Linked DNA regions of Capsicum annuum: region 2 is linked to region 1. A link is a contact called in public Hi-C data. All regions are on one chromosome and are shown on one strand. The core of a region is the stretch at or near the end of the contact, and the rest is flanking DNA. Distances in the headings are between cores, read along the strand shown. Region 1 overlaps LOC107839016 (zinc finger A20 and AN1 domain-containing stress-associated protein 8). Region 2 holds the start of LOC107839010 (zinc finger A20 and AN1 domain-containing stress-associated protein 5).

Evidence for each region. A called contact is a pair of places that touch in the nucleus more often than the background predicts.
Region 2: a contact with region 1 is called in a Hi-C map of leaf, with 1.7 times the contacts expected there. The contact joins the promoter of LOC107839010 here to the enhancer-like site in region 1. A contact is called at or near these places in 2 of 5 Hi-C or Micro-C datasets (leaf and placenta).

What each region holds. Positions count from the first base shown.
Region 1 is chr1:145,911,820-145,916,362 of UCD10Xv1.1, forward strand. It overlaps LOC107839016 (zinc finger A20 and AN1 domain-containing stress-associated protein 8), which reads left to right. Exons shown (of 3, transcript XM_016682355.2): 3 at 1,187-2,010. The coding sequence starts at 1,198. The coding sequence ends at 1,710. Among protein-coding and RNA genes, the nearest start is that of LOC107839016, 4.6 kb to the left of the region's middle. Within about 2 kb of position 2,547, at least 5 of the 5 cell types and tissues checked have an H3K27ac peak or open chromatin away from gene starts, as enhancers often do. A contact at or near this core is called in leaf, where this site is marked.
Region 2 is chr1:145,976,920-145,981,462 of UCD10Xv1.1, forward strand. It overlaps LOC107839010 (zinc finger A20 and AN1 domain-containing stress-associated protein 5), which reads left to right and starts at 2,728. Exons shown (of 1, transcript XM_016682339.2): 1 at 2,728-3,891. The coding sequence starts at 3,051. The coding sequence ends at 3,605.

The DNA.
Region 1 (4,543 bases), core at 1,297-3,796:
CTCCTAAACACATCCATCTATTTTTAGCATTTTCCAGGGTGGCACTGCCTTCAGCTCTCAGTCATTATTTACTTTGTCGTTCTCCTTAGTTCCTACTTTCTTTTGATGCTTCCTGTTAAGTTTGATTGTTTTTCAGTTCACTACCTCGTAAAAACATCTGTCTGTTTCCAGCATTTTCCAGGGTGGCGGCACTGCCTTCAGCTGTGAGTCATTATTTACTTTGTCGATCTCCTTAGTTCCAACTTCCTTTTGATGCTTCCTGTCATGCGAAATTCACTTCAACCTTCTGCATTCTGACCATGCATATCTTACACGACTCTTACAAGTACTTGGCTTGATCACTCGTCTGTTTGACCTCTTTGAAGATTTTATCTTGGACCCCTCTGCTTCTCTATTTTTTGGCTTCCAAAAGTTGATCTGCTGTCTAGGTGGATTTAGCTGTGGTAGAATACTAGAATTTTATGCCAAAGTTAGTGAATTCTTTCTGGATGGGATTATGGTTGTGTTAGTGTTGGTGGCAGTCTTTGAAAAGTCATGATTCAGTTGGTTGACAAAATCTAGCGTCAATCCATGGATAATGAAGTTATTAGGTATATTGGTTATGATGCTTAACTGGCAGGTAGCTATGTGTTGGTTTTCATACCGTCAGGATTAACCAATATGGAATAGCTTGCTCAGTGTGGCATCTTGAGTTTCCAGTTTCCATTTTTTCGAGGTCTTTTTTGCAGCTTGCCTCCCCCCTATGATGCCTAGGAATACGGAAACTGATTTAATTAATTCATTTTATACATTTTGTGAATGCTCTCCTCCACAAGGTATGGGTAAGGTTCGTGTACACTCTACCCTGCCTTGACGCCTCCTGTAGTCCCATACTGGGTATGTTGTTGTTTTGTGAATGCAGTCTATAATCATGTATCAGTGGATGAATTGCAATAGTAAATTGTGGCAATTGCCTCTCAAGGAAATCGAGAGTTTGTTCTTTCCAGTATAACCTGCTATTCTAGACAATTCTGATGCTAGTGGCTCGGTCAATATTTGCCAATGGCCTTTAGCTGAATATTGGCTAAATCCAATCAGCTTATTTTCTATGAGAGCACATACTGATCAATAGCGGGGTAAAATGATTGGGGAGAATCATATCCGGCTGTTGCTACAATGGCTAGTTAACGTAGTCCATTTGTTGCAGGAAAATTCAATATGGAGCAAAATGATACAGGCTGCCAAGCTCCTCAAGCTCCTCAAGCTCCTGTCCTTTGTGTCAACAATTGTGGGTTTTTTGGAACTGCAGCTACAATGAACTTGTGCTCAAAGTGCTACAAGGATATGATGTTTAAGCAAGAACAAGCTAACTTTGCCGCTTCATCTATTGAAAGCTTTGTGAATGGAAGTTCAAGCACTAGTGTGAAAGCCATTGATGTTGCTGCAACCGTGCAGAAAGGTCCTGCAGAGTCCCTGGTTGTACCCACACAAGTTGCATGTCCACCCGAGAGCAAAGAAGTTGAGAAGGCTAAGCAGGGACCAAAAAGGTGCAGCACCTGCAGGAAACGAGTTGGTTTGACCGGCTTCAATTGCCGATGTGGGAATCTTTTCTGCTCAGCCCATCGTTACTCGGACAAGCATGAGTGTCCATATGATTATCGCAAGGCTGGTCAAGATGCTATTGCAAAAGCCAACCCAGTTGTTAAGGCTGAAAAGCTTGACAAAATATGATGGAATGTTCGAGTTATGAGCTGTAGTATTATTGAAGTCGTCTTCTATCTTCTGGTGACAACGGTTGTTAGGTGCCCTAGGACTACGAGGGGGTCTGAGAAAGAAGCATAAGGCATCTTTTGCAACTTGAGGGGTAGTAATGTTGGTATTGAGAGTATGGAATGTTGTGGTTTCCATCTTTAGTGCTTGTTTTGTGCTTGTGATGGACATTCTTTTTCGTTTTTCATGTAGTAATTCCAATTTTAGTAACTTAAAAGTTGGTGTTCCTCAAGTATAAAAGCAATGTTTCTTGCTATTAAATCCTATTCTTCAACTCTAAAATAAGTTCGTTCATTTTGCGAGATGAGTTATCTCATTTTGCTAAATGGATTTTATCTTGTATATGGAGTGTGAAAGAGATCTTATGCTATGAGTGTGTATTAATTTGTTGTTGCAAGTAACCTGTATCTTTTTCAGGCTATTGAATGGGTGCGACTTGGCATAAGTGGTAAAGAAGTTATATGATCAGGAGTTCTTGAGCTCAAGCCGTGGAAATCGTCTCTTGCCACAATGCAGGGTAAGACGACTCAAGTTAAACTCTTGTAGTCCGGTACTTATTTGGACCATGTGCATAACGGCAGCTTTAGCGCATTCGAGCTGTCCTTTTTATTGATTCCAAGTGAGAGTAGATGCGAAGGTGAGGATTGAAGATCCTTGAGAGGCAGCCCCGGATTAGGATGGGGCAGTTCCATGTAGTTTTCTGCAGCCCCGGATTAGGATGGGGCAGTTCCATGTAGTTTTCTTTTAGGTGAGCTAATTGGTATAGGAACTTTCGATGTCTGTATATAGAAATTGGAATTCTTGCTGGATTTGTTTATATCAGGCGGCTTCCAGCTTGTACCGTTCACATGTTTCGACAGTCTCGTAGCCAGTAATTGCTTGTTTCCCTTTGTCTTCTCGTTTGATTGATAATAATATTGTCACGAGGTTGCCAACAGCCAAGACAGCCATGTCTTTCTATGCTTTGGGAAAGCACACAATAGTATGAAAGTCAGTGGGGGATGCTGCATGTGAAATGTTGTACATGCCAACGCAAATGTAGTTATCTTTCCCATAATTTTCCTGGCACTTGAATTCATGCTATGGCCATTCTTGTAGCCCTCTACTGTATGCTATTACAAAAGTATTCCTGATTTTCCTCCTCCAGTACTCCAGCAATAGTTTTTACTTACTTTTTCAATTAGTCCAATATTTTTTTGGGGTGTACTTTTTACCCATTTATCTTATTTAAGTGTTTTACTGAAGGTTATAGAATTTTGTCAAGTCTTTTGACATAAAAGGAGGATTGAATTTATCTCTTATTCTTTTAAGATGAACATGAGTACATGAGTTATGTCATTATTTACCCCTTTGAAAGATCTGGGTGCGTGGTCCATGGCGATTGCCCACTTTTTTCTGAAGGCATGTTTACTTTGGAATACTATATCCCCAAATCTTGGTAACAGTATTGAGGTTCCCTTTTTTTTTTTTTTTTTGGTTATACTTTGTTTGGGGACAACTCTTGATAAATACTAATCTTGTGAAAGAGAAGGGTGATGTAAATGATTAGAGCAGCCAACCTGTTTTGCAACAATTGTGTTGGCTCTCCTCGACCTTCTCCTTGATTTGCGGCTTCTTGTTCTCTTAGGCTGTGAAGAACACATATAATTTAGGTGATGTTACTTTTTTAATGTTTGGTTGACCTAAAATAATTTGAAAAAATATTTTCAAATAGATAGTATATACTTTTTCAATTTAAGGAATATGACTTTTCTACTAACAACAACAATAACACATCTAGTGTGCGCACCTCTGTTCAATGGAGGTAAAGAAGCTATTTTTTGAGGATTCTCGGTTCGAATACAACAAATAAAAATAGGTATGAAAAGAGAAAACGATTATGAAGAAAACATAGTATGGTGAAACAGCAACAACAATAAAATTGTGGAATCATAGTAAAGTCATATATTACAAATGATGATAGATATAAAAAATAAGATACTATAGTGTGATAGACATTATAAAGCCTAAAAACCATTGAAAAGCAAGGCAATACTCCAGTACTAACCTTCTACTCGTGTTCGTGATCTCCTCACATTTTTATCTTAAGGTCATATCTTGGTAAGTTGAAGTTGTGTCGTGTTTTTTCTAATCATTCCTTATACTTTTTCAGTCTGCCACTACCTCTCATTATTTTCATTATATTCAACCCCGCACCTTCTAATTGGGGATCTGCGATATTTCCTCTTCACATCTCTAGAGGTAGAGGTATGGATTGCGTACATCTTACCCTCCCCAGACCTCACTATGTAGGAATACACTGGGTTTGTTGTTGTTGTATCTCTAAATCATCTTAGCCTTGCGTCCCACATTTTATCCACCATGGAGGCCACTTTCATCTTTCCTCGGATACCCTCATCCCTTATTTTATCGCTCCTAGTATACCACACATCCTCATTTCTGCAACTTGTATTTTCTGAACATAAAAGTTATAAACTGACCAACACGCCCCATACAATAAAATCGATCTCATCATAACTCTGTAGAGCTTATTTTTCTAAATGTTCTTTCACTCTCACCATCTTCCATCCTCAATCCACACCTAACGTGACCTACCTGGACCCAGATCGATTCGAGACTCAAATCGAGATTACCGATCAGTAAATTTTGTTAGTGTATTTATTAATATACTATTGGTTTTAGTGTATCTATTCATCAAATCATGTAAATTTTGTTATAGTGTAATAGTAAACTAAAAGATATATCTTACTTGGTTAATTATTGTTTTTTTTATATGACATGACATACATATATT
Region 2 (4,543 bases), core at 1,478-3,977, 65 kb after region 1:
GAAAAAAAATACTATAAATCACAATAATTAATAATTTAAAATATTTTTAAAAAATATATAAAAAAATTAGTTAACTCTCAAAATTGTATCCATACCACACAAAATTAGACAGAGAGTGTAATATATATTATTTTAAAAATTACGTTAAAAGTATGTAAATCATAATAATTAATCTAAAAATATTCTTCACGTCAGGACGGGTCATATCACACCTGGTAAATATATACAAATGTTAATTAGAACTCAATAATTTTAACAAAAAATTAGTACAATTTCAAGTTATAGCTCCGTTTATGCAATGATTAAAGCTTGAGAAGGAACTCTCCTTTTTTTTTTCTTTTTTCTTTTTGTAGGAACATATAACTCGAACTCCTTAAATCAAGAAACAAGAAGCTTGAACACATCATAGGGATTTTATTTCTCAAATGAACCTAGTCTGCAGAGATTTTATTTCCTCACTTATGTCATAAGACGAAGTACCAATGACCATAGTAGAAAGCTAAAAAGAAAAACAACTACTTACTTGGTATGCAAAAACCGTTGTGACACGAGAAATCATTCCCTATATAAATTTCAACAAAGGCTTTGAAAGAAAATATTGATATATAGGTGAAAGATCTAAATAATTGTGTGAAAGTTGTTGTGCATTAAAACACTTGTATCCTGTCAACAAAACTCCCTCCGACTTATTTTAAGTGATCGTTTAGCCTTTTAAATTTGGTTCACAATTATATCATTTTAAGAAATAAAAAAAAAATAATTTATTTTTCTAAATAAAACCTTGCTCCAATAATTTCTTTTTTTTTTTTTCATAATTGAGGAAAGATTAAGGACAATTTAGCGAAGTTATTTTTTAATGATTGCATCAAAATAGTAAAAGACGCTGAAAATGGGCCAGTAGGAACAATTATGTAACAATTAACTCATGCTGTCATGGAAATGAGAAACTCAAAGACTATTACTTTATCTAATACTATTTCATTTCTTGAACGCGAACAATAATGAGAAAAGTCTTCCATAAAATTGATCTATTAATCTTATTCGCTACTCAATCAATATATTTTTTCAACTAAAAAAGATTAAAGATTCTAACAATAAAAGCAATTACGATAAAAAATATTAAAGATTCTAACAACAAAAGCACTATCGATAACAACATGCAAGTTTTAAGATTTGTGTTATTTTTTCTTTTAAATCTATTAACTACGTACTCCCTCCATATCAATTAAAACTAATTATTTCAATTTACTCGTTAAATTTATGATATAAAGAAAATTCAACGATAGTTTTTAATCTTTTTACCTTTGATAGTAGTAGTTAATTTTTGAGTTTTAAAATATTATTAATAATATTAATTTAATAAAATATATATTTATCTGAAACTTTTATAACATATATGTTAAATCAACAAGGATCAAGTAATACGAAACGAATAAAGTAATTAAATAGCATTATATAACTCGAAACATGACATAAATGAGTAGAAGGATTTAATAACTAAAACTTTTATAGGAGATTTGCTAAATCAATAAGGGGTTGTTTGGTTGGGAACAAGTTATTCTGAATTAGCTATCCCATCATATATATGGAATAACTTATTTCATCATGAAGATATAAATAGTGAGATAAATAAATTCAGACTAACTAATACCTCTAATAAAATATAAAATAAAATAATTTTATATTTTATCTTAAAATTATTATATCTTATATCTCGCAATCAAGTAATATGAAATGAATAATTAAATAGGGTCACATAACTTCGAAGGGGACGGGACGAGTGGAAAAGAATATACATGTTGCATATTTACATTTACTTCAAATTGTGAGCGATGGATCATGGGAGGGATGGACAGGGGGTAGTTCCAAGCTTGAAAATTGTGTCAAAAAACATAAATACAAATTAACAAGCTGTCCTCTAAGAAAAAAGAGTCATTTTCCATACCTTATCCAGCCTGTATAAAATATCCTCTATATTTTAATTATAAAGAGGTCACCAAAACACCAAAAAAAAACTATTGTTACTTTTTTAATAAAGAAAAATCCTCTAAAAGTGACGATTAAGTAAATAACACGTCAGACCTAATCTAGAACCACATCCCTTCGACCACCAAAATACCCCATTATTAACCCCGACATAATCTAACATTTGATCATGAAATTTTTTTTTAAAAAAATTAAAATTATTTTAGTTTTAATAAAAAATATATTTTTTATTGTTTTCAAAATTATTTTATTTTATTAAAAAATAAAAATAATAATGCTCGATCATAAAAATTGGTTCAATAAAAATTATTTTTAAAAAATGATTTTTTTAACTTATTTTCACCTTTATTTACCTCATAAAATTTTAAAAACAACTCTACATATTTTTCACTTCTATTTTGGTCACAAAATTTTACTTATTTTCATCTTTATTTACCTTATAAAATTTCAAAAACAACTCTACATATTTTCACTCCTATTTTGGTCACAAAATTTCAAAAACAATTTTAATTTATATCCATAATCATGCACAACACCAACTTCAATTTCAATTCCAACTTTAATTCAAAAAATTATTATTTTTATGATCAAATGACGACTAAGTTATAGTGGTATGAAAAATATTTTTTCATCTTTAATTATAGAGTTCAAGTTTGGATACGGAACATGTAGTCGCTTTTGGGAATATCTTAGTTTTTCCTTTTTATAGTGGGATTGTTTTATATAAATTTGAATTAATCGAGTTTTAATGTATAGTCACGTTTTAATGCAGATATCGAACATTAAATGTGAAACAAAATAAAACCAAAATCCATAGGGGCATTATCGTCAATCAATCACCTCACCCCACAATTTGCCTGATACGCGTATCCAATGAGGCCATTATTCCATCGCCATTACCGACCTCTCTCCTCCTTAAAACCTCCATTTCCCCTTCGCCTCTTTCCCATTTCATCTTCCAAACCAAACCACAAATTCCTCTCTCTCTCCTCAAATTTCATATTTTCTCTTTCTTCATTTGCAATCGAATTCTCTAATAATTTAATTTTTACACAGAGAAAAAAATGGCTCAGAGAACGGAGAAAGAAGAGACGGAGTTCAAGGCAGTACCTGAAACAATAACGCTTTGCATCAACAATTGTGGAGTCACCGGAAATCCAGCAACAAACAATATGTGTCAAAAGTGCTTCAACGCAACCACCGCTGCTACCTCAACTTCCTCCAGCTCACCGACGGGATCCGCCGTGACTATTCCCCAAAAATTCGCCGAAAAATTAACCAGATCAGAAAAATCTCCTAGATTTAGCTCGTTGAGGTCATCGTCGGACAGGAAGTCGTCCGATCTGGAAAGGATGAGTCAAGATCTGAAGAAAGTAAAGCAAGAGGATGATCAGCTGAAGGACAGCTTACCGCCAGCTAAGAGAGAGGTGAACCGTTGCTCCGGTTGCAGGAGGAAGGTAGGATTGACCGGATTCCGATGCCGATGCGGCGAATTGTTCTGCGGTGAACATCGATACTCCGATCGTCATGATTGTAGCTATGACTACAAAACCGCCGGTCGAGAAGCCATCGCGAGGGAGAATCCGGTCGTTAAAGCAGCAAAAATCATTAAAGTTTGAAAAGGAAAACACGAAAATCGCATCTTTTTTACCTTTAACTATCAAATTTCAAATGATGAGCGATCGAGAGAGATCGAATTCCGATCTCCATAACTGCTGCTGCTGGCTATTATGCTTTTCGTCGTCGGAGATGAGCACAACGAACGCAAAAAAAAAAAAAAAATCAACCTAGAGAGAAATTCGAAAATATATATTTTCATCTATATATTTATATAATTCGAAGTGAATTTGTTGTGTGAAAAATCTCCCTCTTTGAATTGTTATTGAAGAATTAAATCCTTTTTAATTTTTTTCCAGTGTTCTTTTTCTGATTCGATTATTGAGAAATAGCAACAGAAAGATTGTGGCTTTGCAATTTTTATGTTCTTCGTTTAATCCTTGTTTGTTTACTGTGCAAAAAATGGAAATGGAATGGAACTTTTGATCACCTTCAAAGAGCAGCAAAGTATCATTTTTTTTCAGAGAAGCAAACGCGGTTTAACTATCATTTCCGTGACGGTGAGTGGCATGCCGTCGTAAATTAATGGGAAGTGTCGGGGTTATGTGTTATTTGAATTTTCTTAAAGTAAAAGATAAGATATGAGGAAATAGAAAGTATGGGGCCCACTAGGCGGCCAAGTGGTGGATGGTATCGTGATAAATTGGGAATGAATCGAGGAGACGTGAAAATGATGTAACGGAGAACTCGTTGGTTTTGAGCAGTCGCTATTTTTTATTGTGATGTTACACCATTGTTTTAAACTAGTTACGTGTATACATTATACTGTAGCATTAACTTTTTATTTTTAAAGAAAAAATTGACGTTATAATACTTTTAAAAAAGTTAATTGGTTGTTAAATTATAAGGGTAAATTTAAAAAAAAAATTAATGATTCACTTATTTTGGAACACTAATAAATATCTTAATAATTCATTTATTTTGAAATGGAGGAAGTATT